3 separate regions of the Mus musculus genome follow, and regions 1 and 3 are each linked to region 2. The links are chromatin contacts, called in public Hi-C maps. All regions are on one chromosome and are shown on one strand. The core of a region is the stretch at or near the end of the contact, and the rest is flanking DNA. Distances in the headings are between cores, read along the strand shown. Region 1 overlaps Sulf1 (sulfatase 1). Region 2 has its middle 78 kb from the start of Gm39591. Region 3 overlaps Sulf1 (sulfatase 1).

Region 1 (3,668 bases), core at 237-2,736, 330 kb after region 2:
TGCCCATGATTTACTATGCATTTGATTTATCTGCTGACAGAACCATCACATTGCTTGGCCAAGCTTTTTTACATCAGAGACGCCTCCTGGTGGTATTGGCTTACCAGTGGGAGATATGAGCTACTCATAGACACTACTAGAGTGGGTATCCTATTCACACATGACTTCTTTAGGTTTTTGAGACAGGTTTTCTCTGTGTAGGCCTGGCTGTTCTGAAACTTACTCTGTAGACTGGTCTGGCCTTGAACTCAGAGATCCGCCTACCTCTACTTCCCAAGTGCTAGGATTAAAGTCCTTACCACCAAGACAGGACTTATCTGAAATTATGTGTGGCTCAGCCCGCATGGATATTTAGAGCATACGTATATTGTGCTGGTGTCAGCTTAGAAACCTATGCATTGAAATACACACAATAATAGCACACAGGCGACACTTGTATATGGGAGGGAGAAAAGGATACATTTAACAGTGCTAGTCCTTATCCAGGCTCACTCTGTTGTCTTGCTAACATAGCTTCAAATGAAGGCCAGGATTCTTCCTACTGACCAGTGAGTCCTTTAGGGCTTGTAAGAGAAAAACTGAAATGTAAAGAAGTTATTGGGCCTTTCGAATGGAGAGGGGCTTCTGAGAGGCCTCCCGGGGTGAAAAGACATTGTTGGAACCAGAACTGTGAACTTGCTGCATTCCCACAGCTGTGGACAAAACAGGAACTAGGAACCCCAATGCGACCCCCACTACCACCCCCGCAGAGCGCATTTTCTGGGAAGGTCGAATCAGTCTCCCTGGGACCCACCACATGCTGCGGGCGTGAAGAGTTTGTAGGAGAAGAAGGAAAATCAAAAGAAAACACGATGAGTTTGCCAATGTCTGGGATACCCAGAGTTGGCTTTGCCGGTAATGGCCTCAAATTAAATTCCTCTCCGTCTTGCTCCTCTGCCACTCTGCCCAGGCTCACTTTAGAAACCAAGAGGCAGAGAACAAAGCAGGCAAGTTTGTTTTTCCAGAACAAATGGGGCAGTTTGGGGTCCTGGTGGAAGCAGCGCTGACAGCTGGCTCCGTGTTGGGACACTAAGGGTTTTAACACGGTTCATTCAAGACTGTTTAGTCTGGGGGCGGAGGATTCATTTATCAGCGCCAGTGTCATCGAGGCAGTTCTGATTCCCAATGATTTGTCATCTGTATGTGCCTGCCACAAACGAAATAGAACTGAGCAGTTACTGCAGGGTCACTTAAAAGCCAGTCCCCTTTCATTTATGCTCCTTAATGGAATTAGCAGTGAGGGACGGGGCAGGGGTGGGGGAGGGGGGAGGTGATGATGGGGGACCGGACTGACGGACACCTAGCTACTGCTAGGGTGCTTTGTAAATAACAACTGGCTCAGCATCGCCAACTGCTTCCCGCTGGCTCTTGCAGAACTGGCAGTGCATCGAGGACACATCCGGCAAGCTCCGAATCCACAAGTGTAAGGGACCCAGCGACCTGCTCACGGTCCGTCAGAATGCACGCAACCTCTACTCTCGCGGATTGCATGACAAAGACAAAGAGTGCCATTGTAGGGACTCTGGCTATCGCTCGAGCAGAAGCCAGAGAAAGAATCAAAGGCAGTTCCTGAGGAACAAGGGAACACCAAGTAAGCTCAACCTTGTGACCCCCCCCAGCCCCCCCCCACACCCCACACACATACAGCGGCAGGAGGATCCCTTTTCAAGACAACCTCCCCCGTGATTCACACACAAATGAGATGTTCTCGGTGCCTAGATTTCAGGATAAAAGCAAAAATCATTGCTCAGTTTAAAGTAAGATAGCAAAGATCAGCTAGAAATTTTACTTTGCGAGCATTTTCACTTAGTATAGAATAAAAATCCACTTAGTAACTTCCTAGGGACCAGGGCATCCACACACGCAGCGGGTGTCCCTCGGGACCAGTGGGGGAGGGTTAGAGCCATCTGACTTTACCTTCATGGTAATGCTCTAATATGCCTGCCTTAACTTGATTTAAAAGTTAAATTTTAGGTATCAATCAGTTCATGTGTGTTTAACCTTAGAGGAAAGACATGAGCAGTTTTTAAACGCATATTTTTCATGTTTTAGACTGTATCTTTAAATGTTGTCAGACGCTTGTATCTTGTTGAGTGGCAGTATCAAATTAGTTGAACTCAGTACAGCATATCCTTACTGCCTACAGGTTTTTTGTTTCTTTTTTTTTTTTTTAGTAAAAACTCTCAGGTAACTGATTGATACAGACTACAGAAAACAGGAGGAACATCTACTGAAGAATGATAGTCTACTGCCACCTCGTGGCATATTAGAGAAGTGGCTCAAATCTGTGCACATTCTATGTCTGGAAACAAATAAGTTCTGTTTAATTGGACACAAAACACTTAAGAGACTCAGAGTTCCTTAAAGCGACATTTTTGTGCTGAACAGAATAGACTAGAGGGCCATGAATTCCTTATCTAGGTGGACTGGTCTTCACTGGTTCTTAAAGTGGTTTATAGCCAGTACACAGAGTTACGGGATTGTCTTTCCTCCTGGAAGGAAATTTCACACTTAAACCTCATAAGAAAAATCACAGCTAGAATTAATAAGGTTACAAGGCCCCCTGATACAAGCATCCCACTTAGCAGCAGGAACACTGTCCCCTGCCAGAAAGTTTTCAAACTGCATCCTACAACAGGAGCAGGTTTCCTCTTTTCCTGAGGTGATAGTGGTGCAAGTCGTCGTCTGTCATGGCAGCCACTACTGCACCTGGAAAGTAAGGGGTCCTATAGGGACCAAGCTCCCCTGTAGGAAGGCTGACAGTTGCGATTCCCTCGTCTCTGTGACTCTTCTTCGTGACTTAGGAAGCTGAAGACAAGATTCCAGAGAAGTGTGCTTGGCAAAGCCCAAGCATGAAAGCCGAGGTCAGAGCTTGTACAATAACACCCTTAGCCAGGACCCAGCGGACATCAGGCAGCATCCCATAGTAGTGCACTGCAGGTGCGCAGCGGCCTTACTCTTAATATCAAGTGTTCAAAATGTTACATGGCTGATGCAAACATTCACAAATTTAGTCGTTTTAGAGCGCTGCCCTGTACTTGTGTAAATGTGCGGTGTTGAGAGGGGTCGTCTCTTTTAAAAAGCAGCTCAAGGCAGTGGTGAGGCAGTGCGTTCAGGCTCCAGGACCCAGCGTGTTCAGGCTCTAGGACCTAGGGAAAGCCCAGCAAAACCCAGTGCTTCAGTTCCCTCATGCAGAAAGAATAATAGAACCAATTCATGTTTGATAGCTCATAAGTTTTTTTTTTTTCAGTGTAAGGACCATTATGGCAATACTTTCATTTCAAGATTATGGATTCAAGATAGATAAGCAGTATACAAAGGACAGCTGAAGCTAATAACAAGCAGGGGCTATATAGTTCTATACTGACTACCTTAGCCATTCATGTAGAAAACTAAGTGTGGCAGCTTTTAGCCTGTTAGCACCCTTGACAGGACCCAACCAGGACAAGAGCATGCTTTTTGCTGCTGTGATTTCAGGAGCTACCCAGGACAAAGATGCCCCAAGGCTACTCAGCCTGCACTTTGTGTTCCTCTCTAACATTCCACGATGACCGGTGATACCATTCTCCTTCCCACCCACATCTGTTCATCCGTGGTAATGACTTTTCCTCTCATTCCAGAGTATAAGC
Region 2 (4,063 bases), core at 736-3,235:
TGTCCCATATAAGGCATCAAGAGGCATTAATTAATACCAATCTGTTGTTAAAATTATGAGTTCACAGCTAATCGCAGCACACCCTATAGGGAGGCAATTGATTTTTTTACAGTCTTACTGTAAAATGAGCTGAGCCAGAAGTCAAGTGAATCATATGGGAAATTAAACAAACAATGACCTATTGAGATCTTGTAATTTGAGAATCACATTTTGTCTACCTAATTTATCTAGACATTGACATTCTTACATTAGATTTTTAATTGCATTTTGTATGATGGCTGGACAGATGGAAGATCTTGAAAAAGATTAGATGGGAATTAGATGCAGCCTTTCAGAAGGCTCTTCCATAGAATGTTAGAGACTACACGATCCTGAAAGGAGATTATGAACATAGACTCTTAGCAAGCAACATCTCTGCATATCACCTTCCCCTCTGTAGTAAGTATGCAGCGCCTACCTACTCAGTCTGGTGCTGCCTAAGGGCAAAGCAGGAGCTCCTATCATTAGTAAGTGAAAGCCACTGTGGTAACAGTATGCTTGAGACACTTTCTCAGCTTCTTGGAATCACTACCCACTTTAAATTGGAACGTGTGTGTGTGTGTGTGTGTGTGTGTGTGTGTGTGTGTGTGAACTCAATGAGAACAAAAGAACATGTTCAGCTACTTTCCTAACAACTATCTAAAAAGCTTGGGAACTGGCAGGAGCAAGAACATTTTTTGAAATAATAGGAATTACATGAAAAGCTATCCCCATCCTTCTGACTTCCAGGCTTTGGCAGATGCTAGGGGCCCTGGGAGAGCGCACAAGCTAGCACCTGTAGCTTTGCTTTCTGATCCAGCCAGCCCTTTCCACCAGCAGCCATCAGAGTGGCTGGGAAGAACTGTGGGAGGTCACAGTGAGATGTAGATGAAGGCCTCTTCGACATCATATTTCCTTTGGATGGGAAATAAAACCATAAAGTTTAGTATTCTGTGCCTTGGAGACACTGGAAGGCCCTCACAGGTGAGGATTTTAAACTATCTTTTACCTAGATTGTTGGTTAAAAAACTCTATTCAGATCTCTTGTTTGATGAAGATGTGTGGTTTAAATATAAAAAAGACAGGGTGAAAACTGGATTATTGCTCATCATCTCTCTAAATATATTGCCCTATGAGTGATATTCCATTGTTTAATGGATGTGTTTTGTTGCCTTAGACTCAACTCAAATGTGCTCCCTCAGGTCTTTAGTGGCGATTGAGGGCTAGGTACACTTGACCATGCCAAATCTTCAGGATGCCTTATGGCACAGAAAATAGTAGAAAAGGGGAGAGACAGCAGGTCTGGAGTAAGATGACACATCCTGGGAGAGTATTAACTTGTGACCTGCACCAATCCTGCAGTATCAATTACCTTGAAGATTTCATATAGCCAAGCCTATGGAAATGCAACTGATCTCAACACTTAGAAAGAAGTGTATACACAAGACTGCATCATGCTCTTACTCGTTCGGATGCTTGGCTCACATGATGCAACTCTTCTCAGCTGTGATGGAGCAGAAGGAACGAAAAAGTGGCAAGTCTACCTCACCTCCTTCTGTGTCGGGCAAGCTGAGCTACGCTGCGTGTTCATTCCTGGCAGAACACTACAATTTCTTATGATCATGGATTCTGATTTGTGTAATTAGACAGCTTTCGATTTAGTCTATTTTCCACATTTTTTCCATTCTGCTATTTAAAAAATATATATCTTTGTTCAACATATATCAGAAGTGTTCCTCAATAAATTTTTATAGTCTTACCTCAAAAGCCTCTCAGTAAACAATGTAAATACAAAGCAGAATTAGAGATTCCACTGGCTTTTGTCCCAGACAACGTCCTTTCAGCAACTGAGATTTTTATGTTTCTAAACATCTGTGTTTAATTCACATCTTCTCCCAAGTAGGAAATGTGAGGCAGGACAAGGGAGTCACTCTTCATCAGCAGACTAGGGGCGGTGACTTCATGGGCAGCAGCACGTCTTAGAAAGCCATGCAGTGGAAGGAAAATCTTAAACACTCCACACTGGTTTAAAGAACTGGATGCCTCATGCTATCCAGTAAGCTTCCCAGTAACTGCTCAACTTTTTTCAATTTGGTAATAAACAATTGCCTTCTAGACCATTTCCTTTTGCAGACGCACAAACTCTGGAATCGCTGAGTAGCCCCTTCCTTTGATGGCCTGGCCCAGGGGCTGCGTTAGCACCCCATAAATCCTGTAATTGTAGAGGATCCTCTGGCAGTGTGTGGGTTTTTCTGTGAAATCACAGTGGGAAGACGATCAGGAGGAAAGTGGAAAATGAAGCATTCTGAAGCATTAGAGGATTCACAATGGGAGCCAACGGCACCAGCGTAGCCCCAGGCAGAATTGTACTGTTGGCAGGCAGGCACAGTACAGTGCTACCTCTCTTGCGTTCACAGAGGGTGAGGACAGTTAGATCTGGGTCTTTCTTCCTCTAAATATTTCTGGCATCAATCGCATATGATAAATTCCAAACGAGAACTTGAACAAGGATATCAACTAAGTTATGCTCTTTTCTCTGGATGGTTGATAAATATGTTTATCATATGGAGAGAGGAAAGGCAAACCGGGTATACAGAGGTATGTAGGGGTGGGTGTGTGTGTGTGTGTGTGTGCACGCGGGCGCACGAGTTTGTCTCAGCAGGATTTTGGCCATATCAGTGAGGAAGAAAAGCCCTTATAGAATCCTGCCATTGGGGTCTTATTTGTTTTTAATTCCTGAATTCCTGAGGGTTGAGCCCAAGTTCCTGCATAATCATGGCCTCCAACACTACTTAGCTGCTCCCTTAAAGGCACAAATGATTAAATTTCACAGTCACCTATAAATTCTCTCTCTCTCTCTCTCTCTCTCTCTCTCTCTCTCTCTCTCTCTCTCTCTCTCTCTCTCTCTCTCTCCATGGTGCTGGGATTTCACTTTTTTATATATAAATTCCATTTATTTCTACATCCCAACAAGATGTCAACATGCTTGGAAGGGTTGAGTATACTGGGCTGGGCTGGGCTGACTGCAGACCGGGCTTGACAGTCTGTTGGAAAGCCAAATTATACCTCATTTAATAGAATCTATGCTAGTCTCTGGATAAGAAACCTTAACTGCTGTGTTTATAAATGCCTTGAGAACTGAGGGGCATAAAAAGACACATGAAACATTTCCCTTAATGGTATCAAATTTAAGTGTTTTCTAGCATGTTGAAACCAGAATAAAACTACAGTAATTAAGAGATTAAGACATACCAACAGACTTCTCACATCAGAAGTTAAAAGGAAAATTGTGGGTCTCTTAAGAATCTAAAGCTTCTCAGATAACAATGGCCAAAAAAAAAAAAAAAAAAAAAAGACTATACACCAGTACTAAACTGTATGGAATATAGAATTCCAAACTCTGAGACTGGGGAAGCTTCATATTTTTAAAAAATAATCAGTGGAGCATAAGAAATGTATTGAACCATCTGATAACAAACACCAACACTTTGGGCTACCCTGAGGCTTTCTCTGAAGGCAACTCCTCTCCATCTCTACCCACTCTCCCAGTGGAAGGGTCATTAGCGGAAATGGAAGCCAACAGCTCCAGACCTCTTCATGTCATGAATGTGCCAGTGAACTCCAGATTTACTGTTTCCCTTGGAGTCCTTACCGAGGTTCCAAGCAGGTGTGCTGCAGGGCCTGCATGACCTCCTGTGTCTACAATGGCATACCTCTCAAAATGATTTCCAAAGCCAACTTATGATTCTCAACGTTGCTACACATAAAAAATAAATAAAAATAAATAAGAAAACATGGAACTCTATCCATCTTAGCGTTCCCATCCCATTAAACATCATCACTTTCTCCCCAGTTATCCAAACCTACACAGAGGAGTTTCTTATAATTATTCTACATCCTTCCTCTCTCATATACAATCTTCCAGCAATATTCACCTCTAATATTGCTTACACCTCTAAATTTAACCCACATGCTGCCACTTCTCCTTTGCTGCCCTACTCTCCTGCCCTGTTAGCTCATGGCTGCATTTTCTCTCAGCTCCACA
Region 3 (3,810 bases), core at 562-3,061, 300 kb after region 2:
GTTGACCTCACCAGCTAGCTGACATGAAAATAATTTTTCAGATATAGTACTAGAATTCTTCAAAAAATGTTTAAGAGTTCAAAGATCAACTAGCAATTCTCTTAATTCTATAATTTTTAAAAATTAAATAAATAAATAGATAAATAAATAAATAAAGTCCCAGTTGTTTGCTTTACTGAAAGCCTAAATGGCTTTGTTCAGGTGACATAAGTAGTTAGGGACAGATGCCACCTTTCCGTGTCCCAGCTGTCCTGTCCATTACACCAGACCATGTCTCACTTCATGTCCCAGCCACAATGAATATCAAAGTGGACCATACATATTTGCATAATTGCAGTGGGCATTTCCAGCATCATTAAGCAATTCTCTTTTTAGTGTATTCCTATAATCAAGATCATTTGGTCTTACTCTGCATTCGTTCAAATGTTATCTGCCTAAAGACGTTTGAAGTCAAGTGGGGCAGATCTCCGTAAAGTCAATTATGGAAACTCCATTTTAATGAAATGGAAGATGACTTGACATGGGAGAGCAGGTCTAGAGTCTCCAAGGCAAGGCTTTGCAAGTGTGTAGGAAGATTGTAGAATGGGCTTGTGCTAACTATGCACCGAGACCTACCCCACCACTCAATGAACAACACTATCAGTATCAGCGTCTTTTTTGTTGGTGTTTGCAACTGAAAAATAATGAAGAAAACAGATGTTCAATACATCAACAAAAGAAATATATTTTCACTGGAATGACAGCAAAGATCATCAATATTCAAAAGGAACCACAAAGTTCATATTCACCAATGTGAATTTAATATACAACACATGCATTTCTTGAAGCTATTTCTTGGCTACTAAGAATCATTCTATTATTTAAAAAACAAAAACAACAACAACAACAACAACAACAAAAACGTAACCATGGAAGAGGAAGGTGTTATTGTTGATTTTTTTTTCAGAATCCTTTTTCCTGATTTTAGTCAAAAAGTAACTCAGGGAAAAAAGACTCAAACTGGGAAGAAAATTAGCATCCTGTTGAAGACTGAACTTCACTGGGCGACCAGGTGTGTGCATGCGGTGTAGTCCTGAGCAAGACACCCACAAAAGCCAGACAGGGGAAAACAGCACACAGAGAAGCCTCAGGGAGGCAAATACAAAGCCTGCCTCCCAGCCCAGGGACAGTCATAGGGAGCTGCAGATGTGGGGGACAAGCAGATCTGTCTGAACCCTGCACTTCACAGGCTGGAATTGTTACCAAGCCTGAGAGAGCGATACCTCTAGGTCATTTGTTGCCTTGTTTTGTATTGAAAGGACAGAAACTCAAAAAGCAATGATCTGATCCTTTGTCCTCTCAATTTTAAAGTGACAATCAGTGATGGCCACTTTTCTGTGATACATCTAATGAGCCAGATTATGTATCTGCAGCATAAACTGATATTCAACAATTCCTCAGTAGAAAGGACAATACTTTCAATTTAGCTAAAGGTGAAAGATGGAAGGATTGTTGGAAAAAACTCACCTGTTCTGGGGTTGGGGACCTCTGTGCCTGGGAGCTTGGGTCGGTGTGAGGACACAGAGGGAACAGTGGCCTAGAGCCGCTAGCCTGAGCACTTTGCAAAAGGAGAGCGGGGTACCCAACAACTGAAGACAGTTTCCCAGTTGTAAGGAGTGTTCTTTCAGTGAAGCTGTCCCTGAGACAGCTCCCGGCCCTCTTTGGGGAGACTGAAGTCAGGTCCTTATGCAAGCAAGCCTTAATTATCACTGGAGGACAGAAGGCTGCATCTTCAAGGAATTTGGCAGACCTCAGCAGGAGGCAACCACAGTCTTTGGCAAAAGATCACTTTTCAACAATGTTGTCAGTTCCAGCACCCCGGACCTTCCACCTGCAGGTCTCTGAACAGCTGCTGTTCTTGGGAGGTGGGGGGAACAGCGGCTGTCTGTCTTCCTTTAAAAAGCAAATGTGTGCCCCCAGAGCCCTGATCCCCCCGCTGGGATCCCACCTGGAATGTCCTCTTCTAAGCTAGAGGTCATCTCCCATATTGAGAAAGTCAGAAAACTACAGGGGGAGGGTGGACAGCTTTGACAACAGGCCCTGAACTCTCCCTTTTAATATAAGCCAGATTTAACATATGTCATTTGGTAAATCCAGGAGTCCAATTTGAGGCTTGTAATTTGCTGCAAGTTTCCCGGCTCCTCAAAGTGAGGTGGGGCTGCGCCAAGTACATCAAGGTAACTGGTGGAAGATGTAATTTGCCCACGTGAGCCTGCATGTCGGTTGCCTATTGTAATTTTTATTTGCGTTGAGGTTTTGTGGTTTTAAAAAAAAGTCAACTAGATTTATTTTTAAATTAAGCCGACCTAACTTCAAAGGCAGTGTGGGGAGGATGGGTATTATGCAGAAACCCTGTGTAATCTCTTACAGCTGGATTCCCTTTGGGGCCACAATTGGTAAAAGACTAGGAGACCTTTCATGACCAATGTGCTGTCTTGCTCTGACCTCATACTCCTCCCCCAAATTCCCCTACCCCGGGGCCCCAGTTCATGGGTGCAAAACCTTTGCTTGGGGATTTTCGAGCTTCTCTGTCCTTCTCAGCTTCTTAATCTAATCCTGTTTGTACCACGCATGCTGCATAGCCAGCGGGAAAGGCGGACTCCATCCCTTCTGCTGTACCCACTTATCATTGCAGCCTTTTCTAGAAAGGGGGAATCCTTTCAGGCCAAAAACTGGAACCACTTGGCTCCAGAATCATTTATCTGGTAGGCAGCAAACACCGATATTCAAAGATTCTCTTTGACGTAGTCATTAAAAGGAAGAGGAAAAATGGGAAGGGATGGTTCGTTTGAAAAGAATGGCAGATGATTCTCAGAGACTCGGTCGTTTAATGTCCCAGGACTGTTTTGACCCAGACATTCACATGAAGAGAATTTGCTTGTTGAGTTGTGCAAGTCCTAGAGGAACCCCCTGCACCCCACTCACACATGTGCAGACTCAGGGTTGCTTTGTGCTCTTCAGTTATCCCTTTAGTGGGAATTCATGTCTTCTACCAGGCACCATTTGTACCTTTGGCAATGGCGCTTCCAGGGCTTAACTGATGACTGTGAGCAAACCAGGTAGCAAAATGATGTCTGCTCCCATCTAACATTACTGACTATCTGAATGGACCCTCTGGCAGAAGAAAATGTGAAAATCAGGTGCCATCTCTGGCTCGGTGTGCATGTGAACATCCCCAGGCACAGCCATGCAGTGTTGTAGAGGGAGTTCCATATTACAGACTGGGTACTCGAATTTCTCCTAAAATTACCTGTTTCAACAGGACTGCTTCCAGGCTCACTGTCAGACTTTCTTTCCACAATCCTTCAACTGAAGAATTCTATCCTGCAAACAGGGATAGATAAACTGATTCCTCAACACAGCCGGTGGCTTGCTCTGGGAGACTGGCACTCTCAGACAGAGGAAGCATCCCTTATGCATTGCTTTGTTCATGTTCATGTTTATGCGCTGTGGGATTCAGGCTTGATTCTGCTATCTTTGTTCAACGATGTTACTTGCCTACCTGGCTTGGTTTCCAAAGATGTAAAATGGGGACAATGAACCTTTAACCAAAAGAGCTGAGACAGTCAAGTTAGTTAGAATATATAAAATAATCTAGATACTACTTTACAGTAAATACTCCCTCTGTGAGCTTTTAATAGCTTGTGAAGAGAAGGCTTCAATGAATGCCTAATAGTGTCTCCGTAACATAGGTCTCACCTCAGGAGCATGAGATGGTGTCATCTAATGGAATTTAGGGAAGACTTGATAAGAAAGTGATCATTTTGAGTT

Evidence for each region. Hi-C and Micro-C count contacts between places; a contact is called where the count stands out from the background.
Region 1: a Hi-C map of uterus shows a contact between it and region 2, with 9 times the contacts expected there. The contact joins two enhancer-like sites. A contact is called at or near these places in 3 of 484 Hi-C or Micro-C datasets (all in uterus) and 2 of 9 other capture datasets (adipose tissue and embryonic stem cells).
Region 3: a Hi-C map of uterus shows a contact between it and region 2, with 4 times the contacts expected there. The contact joins two enhancer-like sites. A contact is called at or near these places in 1 of 484 Hi-C or Micro-C datasets (uterus) and 1 of 115 datasets of contacts at active chromatin or transcription factors (embryonic stem cells).

What each region holds. Positions count from the first base shown.
Region 1 is chr1:12,834,700-12,838,367 of GRCm38.p6, forward strand. It overlaps Sulf1 (sulfatase 1), which reads left to right. Exons shown (of 22, transcript NM_001198565.1): 13 at 1,414-1,630; 14 at 3,660-3,668. Among named protein-coding and RNA genes, the nearest start is that of Sulf1, 140 kb to the left of the region's middle. Within about 2 kb of position 1,487, at least 78 of the 459 cell types and tissues checked have an H3K27ac peak or open chromatin away from gene starts, as enhancers often do. A contact at or near this core is called in uterus, where this site is marked.
Region 2 is chr1:12,508,361-12,512,423 of GRCm38.p6, forward strand. No RefSeq gene overlaps it. Among named protein-coding and RNA genes, the nearest start is that of Gm39591, 78 kb to the left of the region's middle. RefSeq lists an enhancer at 816-3,533. Within about 2 kb of position 1,986, at least 41 of the 459 cell types and tissues checked have an H3K27ac peak or open chromatin away from gene starts, as enhancers often do. A contact at or near this core is called in uterus, where this site is marked.
Region 3 is chr1:12,812,705-12,816,514 of GRCm38.p6, forward strand. All of the region lies in intron 7 of Sulf1 (sulfatase 1), which reads left to right. Among named protein-coding and RNA genes, the nearest start is that of Sulf1, 120 kb to the left of the region's middle. Within about 2 kb of position 1,812, at least 24 of the 459 cell types and tissues checked have an H3K27ac peak or open chromatin away from gene starts, as enhancers often do. A contact at or near this core is called in uterus, where this site is marked.